2 separate regions of the Rattus norvegicus genome follow, and region 2 is linked to region 1. Evidence: chromatin contacts called from public Hi-C data. All regions are on one chromosome and are shown on one strand. Each heading gives the region's core, a stretch centred on a gene start, on an enhancer-like site or on the middle of the called end of the contact. The rest is flanking DNA. Distances are from core to core; before and after follow the strand shown.

Region 1 (4,896 bases), core at 233-2,732:
CACACACACACACACACACACACACACACACACACATCTTGAGATTAAGGATAGGGTACAAATTCAAGTGTGATTCTAGAGTCTAAACTTTTAAACATTAGAAAACAGTTGAAATGGCTAATGTTAAAAAAAGTAAGATTTGCAGAAATGAACAGTGTTTGACCAAGTTCCACACAAGGAAAGTTGATTCCACCTCTGTACATCTGTATCCACTTTGACCAACCACAGCAAGGAAGAGGAGACAGACCCCAGGCAAGAGAAGGAACAACAGTTGCACCTGAGCTAAGAATCTAATGGTCAGCTTCAGCGTCTCTCCTTAAATATTGAAAAATTTGAATTCTCCAATCAAAATCCTTGTAAGTATGGAACAGTTTAGTCCCATATTTTATAGACTCGTTCAGCAAATCGCTTAAAAAGTTAAGGGTATATTGAATTAATGTTCTCCCTACAAATGCAGTGGAAGGGCCAATCATACCACCTTACACTAGCTGGTTGACGGTGCTTTTAAAAGTGATTCCTAACAAATAAATTACTAATTACTCCTACCTCTAAGGCCTACTAAGGACACTGGAGAAAGACCCAGAGGCAACGGAGCAGCAGTCTTTGTGGGACAGTTTATGTCAACAATCCAGTTTAGGGTAACGGGATTAAAAACGATTTATTCTCAGAGCACCAAGTGGCCAGGGACCATCTGAAAGAAAGAGGATATCTGCTTTATTAGAACTAGAGGATGAAACAGAAAGTTTGAAAACTTTCATCTGAAAAATTGACTGGCAAGTTTCCCTAGAATCCTCAACAGGCAATTTTAGAAATACTTGATTTTTGCCAGAAAACTTTTTAGCTCAAAAAGGAGACTTGAAAGGGTGTGTGGGGAGAGGGAGGTTTTTACAAGTTACTTGTAGGGCACTCTGACTCACTCCTCAAAGCGGGCAAAGGAGGGCACTGTGGATCTCTCTCTCCGACCTCGTGAGGTGGCTGACGAATGCACAGCGTGTGAAAGGCACTCTAGGGCCTCAAAAAAGCTGAGAATAATAGATGGGGTCTACGGGAGGGTCTTGGGAGAGGACAAGAGCCAAGTCGTTACGGACTTCTCCGATCAAACTTACTACGAGAATTGCGCAAATAGCTCACAGTAAGTGGTTTTTGAAAACGCAGCAATTTCGCTGATACCCCAAAGTTTTCGGAACTTGAATGACTGCATATAAACCCAGGCAAAGACCCAAGGACTCAGGAGGAGGCCAGAGGAAAATCGCGAGTAAACCCGAGGGGCAACGACCGGCTCGAGCCAGGACTCCAGAGCCGTGCACCGCCGACCTGGGACCCCGGGAAGGACGAGGCGACCGCGGGGCCCGATCCTCGGCGACCCCACTCACCAGGAACTGAAGCATGATGTCGGTGGGGAGGGTGAGGAGGGTGTGAAAGATGCTTCAGCTCCAGCACTGCTCCGAGACTCCGCCCCAGCGCGAGGGCGGAACCCGCCGCCAGGTTCCGGTTTACACCCCGCCCCACCCCGCCCCGCCCTCTCCATTCCCGGAAGCGACTCGCAGAGCCGCAGCGCCCCCTGACGGCCATCTCGGGAAACAGGATCAACCAGTCTCCTATAACTGCAGGCCAGGGATTCACATTATAACAAGGACTCTGGCAGTTGTGTTAACACAGTCAGACCTGGGGCTCCCTACCTACTGAACCAGGGTGAGCGGGTTCCATGCCAGGTGAGCAGCTGACTCTCCTGGGAGCCATTACAAAGTCCACCCTAATCCCCACCACAGCCGACTCTCAGACAAAAGCGGGAAAAGTTTCCATTTTTTGAAAGTCCACAAATGCGTTATGCAGCCTAGTTAGGGGTAGTCCTTGGACCCGTGGTAGATGATGGAGAGAGATCTTCGGAGTCTGGCACTACTGGATCCAAGTAGTGATTGCTGGCAGCCACCAGCAACCACCTACTCTATATGAAGTTTACTTCTGCCGCAAGTAGAGCGCGAATCATCTACTATGTAGGGGCCAAAGGCAAACCCACTCTTGCCCCGCCGCACTACTGGCCACCCCCATACAGGAGCACATCGAAACCACCCTTCTCACTTTGCTCTCAGCCTTCGGAATTCATCTTTATCCACTTAAATGGGACTCCTGCTTCGAACAACAGAAAAACAAATCCTAGCTGGGCCTAGTGAGGAACGTTAAGCCTCAAGCCCTGGGACAATGGCTGAGATGACTTTAACATATCAAAGTAGGCCTGACCTCCCGGTTCTCCCAGCGTCCCTCAGTCCCAACCTGTTACAGGGTGTGGCTGGCACATGCCTCTACCCAAAACTCACCAACCTAGGAGCTGGGCTGCCTTTCCTCCTGAGTCTTTCCTATATAATCCAGCCATTTTGGTTACCGAACCTTTTGTTCCTTTGCTCTTTTAGCCCCTCTACCTCATTCTGTCCCTCTCCCTCTCCCCCTCTCTCTTCTCTCTGGTCCAGATCAATCGAGGTCAAGTCCTCTGGGCTCCCAGATATCCTTGCTTCAGGCTATATGTCTCCCTTTCATCTACAACAAACTTTCTCCACCACCATACCTAGTCTGTTTCTCTATCCATCCGTTTCATTATTTCTCTCCCTCTCCCTTCTCCCAACCCCTCTACTAAACTGACAAAAGAGCTGATTAGAGGGAAAAAAAAAAAAAAAAAACCAGATATAAAGATCACACACCACCAAGGAAAAAGTCAGTAGGTTTGGCATACTAAAATGTACTTAAATTGAGAAAAATAACCCAGTGGACTTTAATATCTGCAGAGAATGTACAGTGGGGCATTCTCAATTTATATAATCACTTCTGCCCATTAAAAAAAAATAACACAATGTATTGGTTAGTTTCATATTAACCTGATACAAACTAGAGTTATCAAAGAGAAGGGAGTCTCAATTGAGAAAATGCCTCCTCTAAGATCCAGCTGCAAGGCATTTTCTTAGTTATCAATGGGGAAAGGCCCAGCCCATGGTGGTGGACTCATCCCTGGGCTGGTGGTCCTGGGTTCTTATAAGAAAGCAGGCTGAGCAAGCCAGGGGGAGCAAGCCAGTAAGCAGCACCCCTCCATGGCCTCTGCATCAGCTCCTGCTTCCAGGTTCCTGGCCTGCTTGAGTTCCTGTCCTGAGTTCCTTAGGCAATGAACAGTGATACATAAGTATAAGCAGAATAAACCCCTTCCTCCCCAACTTGCCTTTTGGTCATGGTGTTTCATGACAGCAGTAAACTCTACCACACCCAACAAAGAAAGAAAAAAAGCAAAAGGAGGGCCAATGGTGCACACAGAGCAAACCAAGTGAGATACCACTTTACATCCCTCAGATGGGTTCTTTAAAGTACAACAATTAGGGCTGTGAGATGGCTCAGTCAGTAAAGTACTTGCTACACACGCATGAGGGCCTGAGTTCCGGTACTGGGAAGAGAGACTAGAAAATCTCTGGGGCTTGCCAGCCAGCCAGCCTAGCCCAAGTCTGTGGATTCCAAGCCAGCAAGAGACCCTGTTTCAAACAGTAGGATGCAGAGTACCTGACTCGTGACATCTAAGGCAAACTAACCTCTAATCTCCACTTACACATACATACACGTATAACAATGAAAGGTGTTATCAATGATGTGACAAAGACCTCTCACCCCGCAGGTTAGGCTACATTGGGGCAGACACATAAGAAAAGGAGTGATGGCTGGTAAAATCAGGACTTCCCAGCAGGATTTCCTCTTCTAGTTAACATAATGTGCAGAAACCCTCTACATGGTTTGTCTCGCCAAGGAGATATGAACATATACTGAGGACTCCAACTGGCAAAATATGTCTACAGATCCCATTATAGCATAAGGCAGACATCAGAGCATTTGTACAACAGGTAACTAACTTCAGTAATTATAAGAATACAAAACTATCAGAAACCACACCGAATGAAAAGCAACTTACACATTGTTTCATACGGTATGAAAAATACAAACACTGTATTTTGCTCTGCAAAGTAATACTACTCATATTACTATGGGCAGCCTATGGGCTCACACTTAGAAGTAACAACCATGAGTAAGAAGCAATGAATTAAAAGATGCCACGTCTTTAAAATAAATAAATAAATAAAATAAAATAGGGGGGCTGGAGAGATGGCTCAGTCGTTAAGAGCACTGACTGCTATTCCAGAGGTCCTGAGTTCAATTCCCAGCAACCACATGGTAGCTCACAACCATCTGTAATGAGATCTGGTGCCCTCTTCTGGTGTGCCTGAAGACGGCTAAATAAATCTTTAAAAAAAAAAAAAAAAAAAGATGCCACGCTCTGGGAGGAGGCTCAGGAGGTCATGGGGCACTAACCCTATTATACTTTTCTCACAAAGGACCTGGAACAAATTACTCACTGTGAACACACATGTAGTTCATGTGCTTGTGCACATGTAGAAACCAAAGGAGAGCATCTGATGTCCTATGCTGTCACCTTCCAGCTTCTTTCCCCCAGGGCTAGGCTGATAACTGGCTAGCAAGCCCCAGAAAGCCTCCTTCCTATCAATGCCCCCGCAGCACTGCAGATAAAGCCACCTATGCAGCCACGACCAGCTCTTTCTGTTGGTTCCTAGGTCCCGACTCCTTGCTTGTATAGCAAGGGCTCTTACTCACCCAGCCACTTCTCCAGCCTGAAATGGAGTTATTTTAAAGTATAAAATTAGCTGTATGATGTCAGAACACTGCATATCCAGGTTTGTTATACTTATGATAGCATTTTTTTAATTGAAACAACATACAACTTTTAAATAACTTATTGAAAGAAGTAATTCAACGACTAGAGGTTGTCCTGGGACTGTGATATTCAGTCTGAAAGTACCACCCACAAGTCAGTTACTCCAGTGGAAGGTAACCTTTATATTTAACCAAAATGTT
Region 2 (5,578 bases), core at 886-3,385, 260 kb before region 1:
ACTGGTTTTATACACTCCTTCCCCAAACTGAAAATTATTTCTTAATTCATCAAGATTGAATCAGCACTGCTCCAGGAATAAACATCCAAGTCTCGGTGGTTAAAACAGCAATCTATCTCATTCACACCACATGTTCATCATAGGATGGGGCGAGCTCTTTCAGGACCCCTGACTGCCTATGTCATCATTGCCTTGAATGCTGTCCGTTGCTACAGCAGAGAGGAAAGACTGGGTTCTAAAGAGTCTTGAACTAGCCAGCCTAGTGATGACTCATGTCACTTGTACTCATCGGCCAAAATTAGTTACATGAAATTAGTCAACTACAAGGAATCCAGGAAGAGCCATTCTCTCGAGCATACAGACAGACAAAAACAATCATTTACTGAATACCACAAAGATCTTTCAAAATAGGTAAATTTTAAAAAAGTGATGGAAAATCTTTGGGCTAAACACTGTAAACTGAAAAAAAAATAGGCTACAGGATTGAAATGAGCAGTTTTAGAAGCCTCTGCATGTAAATCTCAGAGATGAAAAAGCAGCATCAAGAATTAAAATAGAATCCTAAACAGGAAATAGGATACATAAAGGCCCTAGGCTGTTTTTTTCTGAAAATGACAGAAGGTAAAATATGTGGACATTCGAGAGACAATGGTTAAGGGAGCATCGTGGGTTAGGATTGTCCAGGGGAGTCACAGAGGGCCCTGGTCTAATGGACAAACAGGACATACACTAGGAAGCTACTGGACACTTAGAACAGGAAGTGGGTGCTCTGTTTGTGCTTTAAAACAATGAAGAAATCAGAAGAGTGAAAAAAATCACCTGGAACATGGTGAAAATAAAAATGAGATTAGCTAAAAGCCTAGCTCTGTCTGCTTGGGTGACTGTAGGGATCAACTGAACTCTACAAGAAGCCAACCAATTTTGAGAAGTGTTGAGGGCCTTTGAAGGTTGGGTTAGGGGAGAGTTGGGAATAGCTGGAGCCATTGTGATTCGGTGAAGCTGTTTACAGAACCATGGAGTATGGAAACTTAGCTAAGTTTAGAATCTATAAGACACGATCCTATTCTAAATATACTAAGCTTAAGACTTTCGGGTGAAATGCTGACAGTAAGAATAGGTCACACAGGAGAAGTCTGGCTTAGTGATGAACCAAGAGCTTTCCATGTCCTGTAACTCGGACATCCTGGGATAGGTTTGTGAGGAACCAAACTTCACCTCACAATTTTTTTAACTAAAGTTTCCTTCCAGAAAGGTGTCCTTGTTGGGCATGTAGATTTATATTCCTACATGCTGGAGAGATGGCTCAGAGGTTAGTTAAGAGCACTAGCTGCTCTAACAGAGGCTCCCCAGCTTGATTCCTAGCATGGCCCACAAGAAGGCTTACTGCTGTCTGTAACTAGCTTTCTGAGATTTTATGCTTCCTCTTGCCTCCTCCGGCAACCACACACATTGGTGCACATAAATGTACATATTTTGTCAAAACAATCATACACATAAGTAAAAATAAGTCTTTTTTATGTAAGGAGCGAGGTCACATAAAGTTGCGAAGGAAAAGTGGCAGTGTGGTTGGGAAGGGACTCAGGAACGGATTACCTCAAAACATGATCTATGAATACATGAAATTCTCAATCAAAATGTTTTGAGAGTGGGTTGGGTTTTTTGTTTGTTTTCCTTAATTATTAGTTTAAAGCAGAAAAGTAAGACGGAGATAATCTAAACACATTATTATTACAAATTATTAAAATTATTAGAAAGTGAGTCCTCGAAACTAACTTTCCCCTCAGTAGTGGAGCAGGAATGTCCTACACTCAACCAACACCTCCACAGGTTTAGCCCCTGATTTTCCTGACCTCCAGGGATATTTTACTCAGCTTCTCGGCTCCACCCACTGGACCAGCTTCTACTCTTCTTGGCTTGCTAGGATAATGCGCGTGCGCACAAGTGGCCCTCCTGAGGTAAGCCGTCGGGGCGGGGTCTGGAGCAGAGCTTTCTGGTGAGAGGAAGAGGAAGAGGAAGTCGGAGGCGGGCCCTAGCGGGGCGTGAACCGGAAGTGCAAGCGTCCTGCTTCTCTTCAGCTAGGCGGAACCTGCTCTGCTGGGCCCAACCGCTGCAAAAGTACTTTCTCCTGCCCGAACGCTAGCCGCGGCCCACAGTCTCGCCCGCTCGGCTGCCTGAGGCACGTCGTTTCCTCGTGTCCTTCGTCGGGCGTAATCGCCGCTTCTGCCCGACCCGCCGGCCCATCCCGCTGCAGTGATGTGCGACAAGGAGTTCATGTGGGCCCTGAAAAACGGAGACTTGGATGAGGTGAAGGACTATGTGGCTAAGGTGAGCGGGGATGCGCTGAGGTGGGGTGATCGTGAAGCCCACGGGGCACCAGGAACAGGGCCGGCGGGGGAGACTCCTGGATGCCGAAGGGCCTGGATCTGTGTGGCCCTTCGGTGCCGGGTAACCGCTGTGTTGCTAAGGCGGCTGTGGCCTCTCTCACCCCCTCGGTTAACTGGCGCCTTGGTAGTCTCTCTCGATCGTTACAGGCCGGCCCTCTGCTACACCGGTTACTGGAGTCTTTGAATGGGGCATTTCTCCATCTAGGCCTTGCGGGTTCCTGAGGAGTAACCTAAGCAGTTAGAAACAGGAACGATTTCTTGAACGTGCGGCCTGGTGGAGGTGGAACGGATTCAGAGGATTCGTTAACCGTGAAATTAGCTGCCCAAAATAGCCATAGTTAAATTTCTGAAACTTGGTGTCACTTCACTGTGAAAGTCTTAACTTGGGTGTGGCCCTTTTTCTCTCCTACATCACACAATATATGTTCGTGTGTGTATCATTTGCTTCGACTGATAAGGTTGCAGCTAGGGTGTTAGGAAATCTGATTCGTTTCCAAAAAGCCTTTTAACTTTGGGTACTCCATGATTTCATCTGAAGTCCATGTGTGTGTAGTAAACAGTACTGCAGTCTAATCACGCTATGTTTAGGGTTAAAGTATAAATATATATATACATATATATATATATGTATATATATATTGTTAAGAAGCCCAAATTCAAAGCCGAACCCTAATTAATAGAAATAAATCCACTTTGTGAGGTACTTGGAAAGTTCTAAGCTAGCCTGCCTTTGCGTCTTAAAATTGCACTTTTTGTAATTTTAAGGAGAACTAGCATAATTTTTTTAAAAATTATTTTCCAAAAGTAGAATTTTGCAACAACTGCGAACATCTTGGTCCTCTTCCAAAAGTGTGAGCCTGCGGTCAAGATTTTAATTCTTAAAAGGTGTGAGCAGTAGTATCCTGCCTCACAGGCCTGTGTTAGAAAGCAAGCAGAAGCAGCTTTGTTTGTTTGTTTGTTTGTAACTACAGGATTGTACAAGGCTGATAGTTTTTTCTCCACCTGATGCAATTATAATTTAGATTTTTCACATGTATTTGTTCTGCTTAGTTGTTTGCAATGGATGTTTAAGGCAGGCTGCCTTCTGAACTGCCTTAGCTAGTAGCAGATAGAAACCTGAACCACCACCTCTTCAATGTAGGGTTATAGAAAAATACATCAACCACTAGCGGAACACCACACTATTCTCTCCAAGTAAGTGGCCCTTGTTTTTCCAGCCCCTGCTCAGACTTAAGGGATTTAGAATACAAAACATTAATAAAGACTTAAGTGACAAAAAAGTTACATGTTACCAAAAAATAACATGCATGAGACTGTTTGTGTTGTAGCAGTGTTAGCTTACAACTTCATGACTGAACCAACCATTCATCCAAACTAGAAATCGGGCAATCGTCCTACATATCTGAGGGTTGTCAAGACTCCCTTGCTTCGCTCTCCAGTCTTGCAGTTCTAGCCCCCACTGTATTTTCTTGATTTGGTTTGCCCATTCTCCATTCTCATCGTCTTCAATAGTTCGCTGAAGGGATCAGTGTTTATTTAAGTATATTATTTTTCTCAGTAAACTTCCTTCTCTAACTTGATGATAGATTATATATCTTGTGACTCGACATCACTCCAACTCTTTCTTTTGGTCTACTGGGACATTGTGTTGTATTGGGAGATTGCTTTTCCTCTCTGTCTGAGAGCTGCACTCCAGACCCTGACTTGTACTTCTTGCTTTAGATTTGTCCATGTGCACTTACATTCTTTATGACCAACTCAGCTTCACCAGTTAGCCTCCCAGCTCATGAACTCATGTTCGTCCTCTTAGCCTAAATAGCACCTCTTCCCCACCCCCAAAAGAACAACACTTCACCTTAAATGATCTTGAGCGCAGCTTCTTATCCTGTTTCACACTGTGGTTTTCCTGCATATCTGTCCTTCATTAGGTAGGCCCTGAGCCTTTGGATAGTAGATGCTATGTTCTTTTAAATCGTAGTATCTCCAGTGTAACCCATAATACATTAAAAGCATATGTTCTTAGTAAGAACTTCTCTTAGCCATAATTTTAATAGACTTCACTAGTTATGGAAAAGTAATTGCCACTCACTGGCTATTAGGTTTTGGAGGAGTTATAGTTAGACAAGGTTACCAACTAGCCCAACTTGGATTTAAACCAAAGATTGTCTGAATCTAAAGCATATACTTTTTTAAGAAAGCTGTCTCTGTCTGCTTTGAAGTAGTTAGGTTGTTTTTTTTTTTTTTCTGTTTTCTTGACTTACTAAGGCTTAGAGTCAACTCATTAAGAAAATAAGAGACTTGCTGAAAGAACTTAGTCCAAACTATGAAGACAGTTTAGATATAATTAGCATAAAGGCAAATAAATCTGGTAAACCTAAATTCTCACCAAATTGTCTTATTCAGTATAGGTCTGTAAGATAATTATTTGGTGGCTTGTGGCAATTTTTTTTAAATCATAATCTTGTTATTTATGTTTGTAATTATGATCCTGAAGAACAATCCAGAAAAAAGAAATATTGTGTCAGTCTGTTCCCCTTAGGGGGAAAAAATGGGCAACTAAATTACTGAGATTTCTATTCATAATTGCTTTAAAGAAGAATATGTTTTTAACATTTTATATATTTGGCCATTGTAATATAATATTCAGGTGTTATTTCATTCTTATCAAGTCAACCCATGAGACTAATTTTAGACATTTTATAGGTAATGATTTTGCCCAAGGTCTTGAAGCTCTCAAGTGGGTAGTAGGACAGGAACTTGAACTCATTCTCACAGGCTATGAAGGACTTTCTGAATTCCTTGCTATTAACCACTCAACACACTGGTGGCCCTCATTGCTAAAAATCTCAGATAACAAAGGGAGTATGTTGCTTCTGTGTATATAAAAATTACAGATTGGGCCAAGATGATAATGGTCCCTTGACTATGTAGAGATAAGCCTACCACAGCCTTTGAGGATCCAAGGTTCCTTCTGGGGAGTGCTTGTGAGTTGTGCTGGTGGGTAGCCCTTAAACTCTCCAGCCGCTTTAATAGGTGTACTCTTGCTTACATATCCTTCTGTTTCACTGGCCGTGAAATACTATACATTAGGCCTCTAACTTCCCTTTCTCTGTGGTTTCTCTCCAACCCCATTCTAATTACATCTGCCTTGACACGTTAACAGGCTTGAAAAGCAACACTTGTGCACCATGTGA

Evidence for each region. A called contact is a pair of places that touch in the nucleus more often than the background predicts.
Region 2: a Hi-C map of liver shows a contact between it and region 1, with 2.8 times the contacts expected there. The contact joins the promoter of Mtpn here to the promoter of Stmp1 in region 1. A contact is called at or near these places in 3 of 12 Hi-C or Micro-C datasets (hepatocytes, liver and mammary epithelial cells).

What each region holds. Positions count from the first base shown.
Region 1 is chr4:64,891,249-64,896,144 of GRCr8, reverse strand. Stmp1 (short transmembrane mitochondrial protein 1) reads right to left here and starts at 1,482. Exons shown (of 3, transcript NM_001195504.1): 1 at 1,374-1,482. The coding sequence starts at 1,388.
Region 2 is chr4:65,150,360-65,155,937 of GRCr8, reverse strand. It overlaps Mtpn (myotrophin), which reads left to right and starts at 2,135. Exons shown (of 4, transcript NM_024374.4): 1 at 2,135-2,325. The coding sequence starts at 2,254.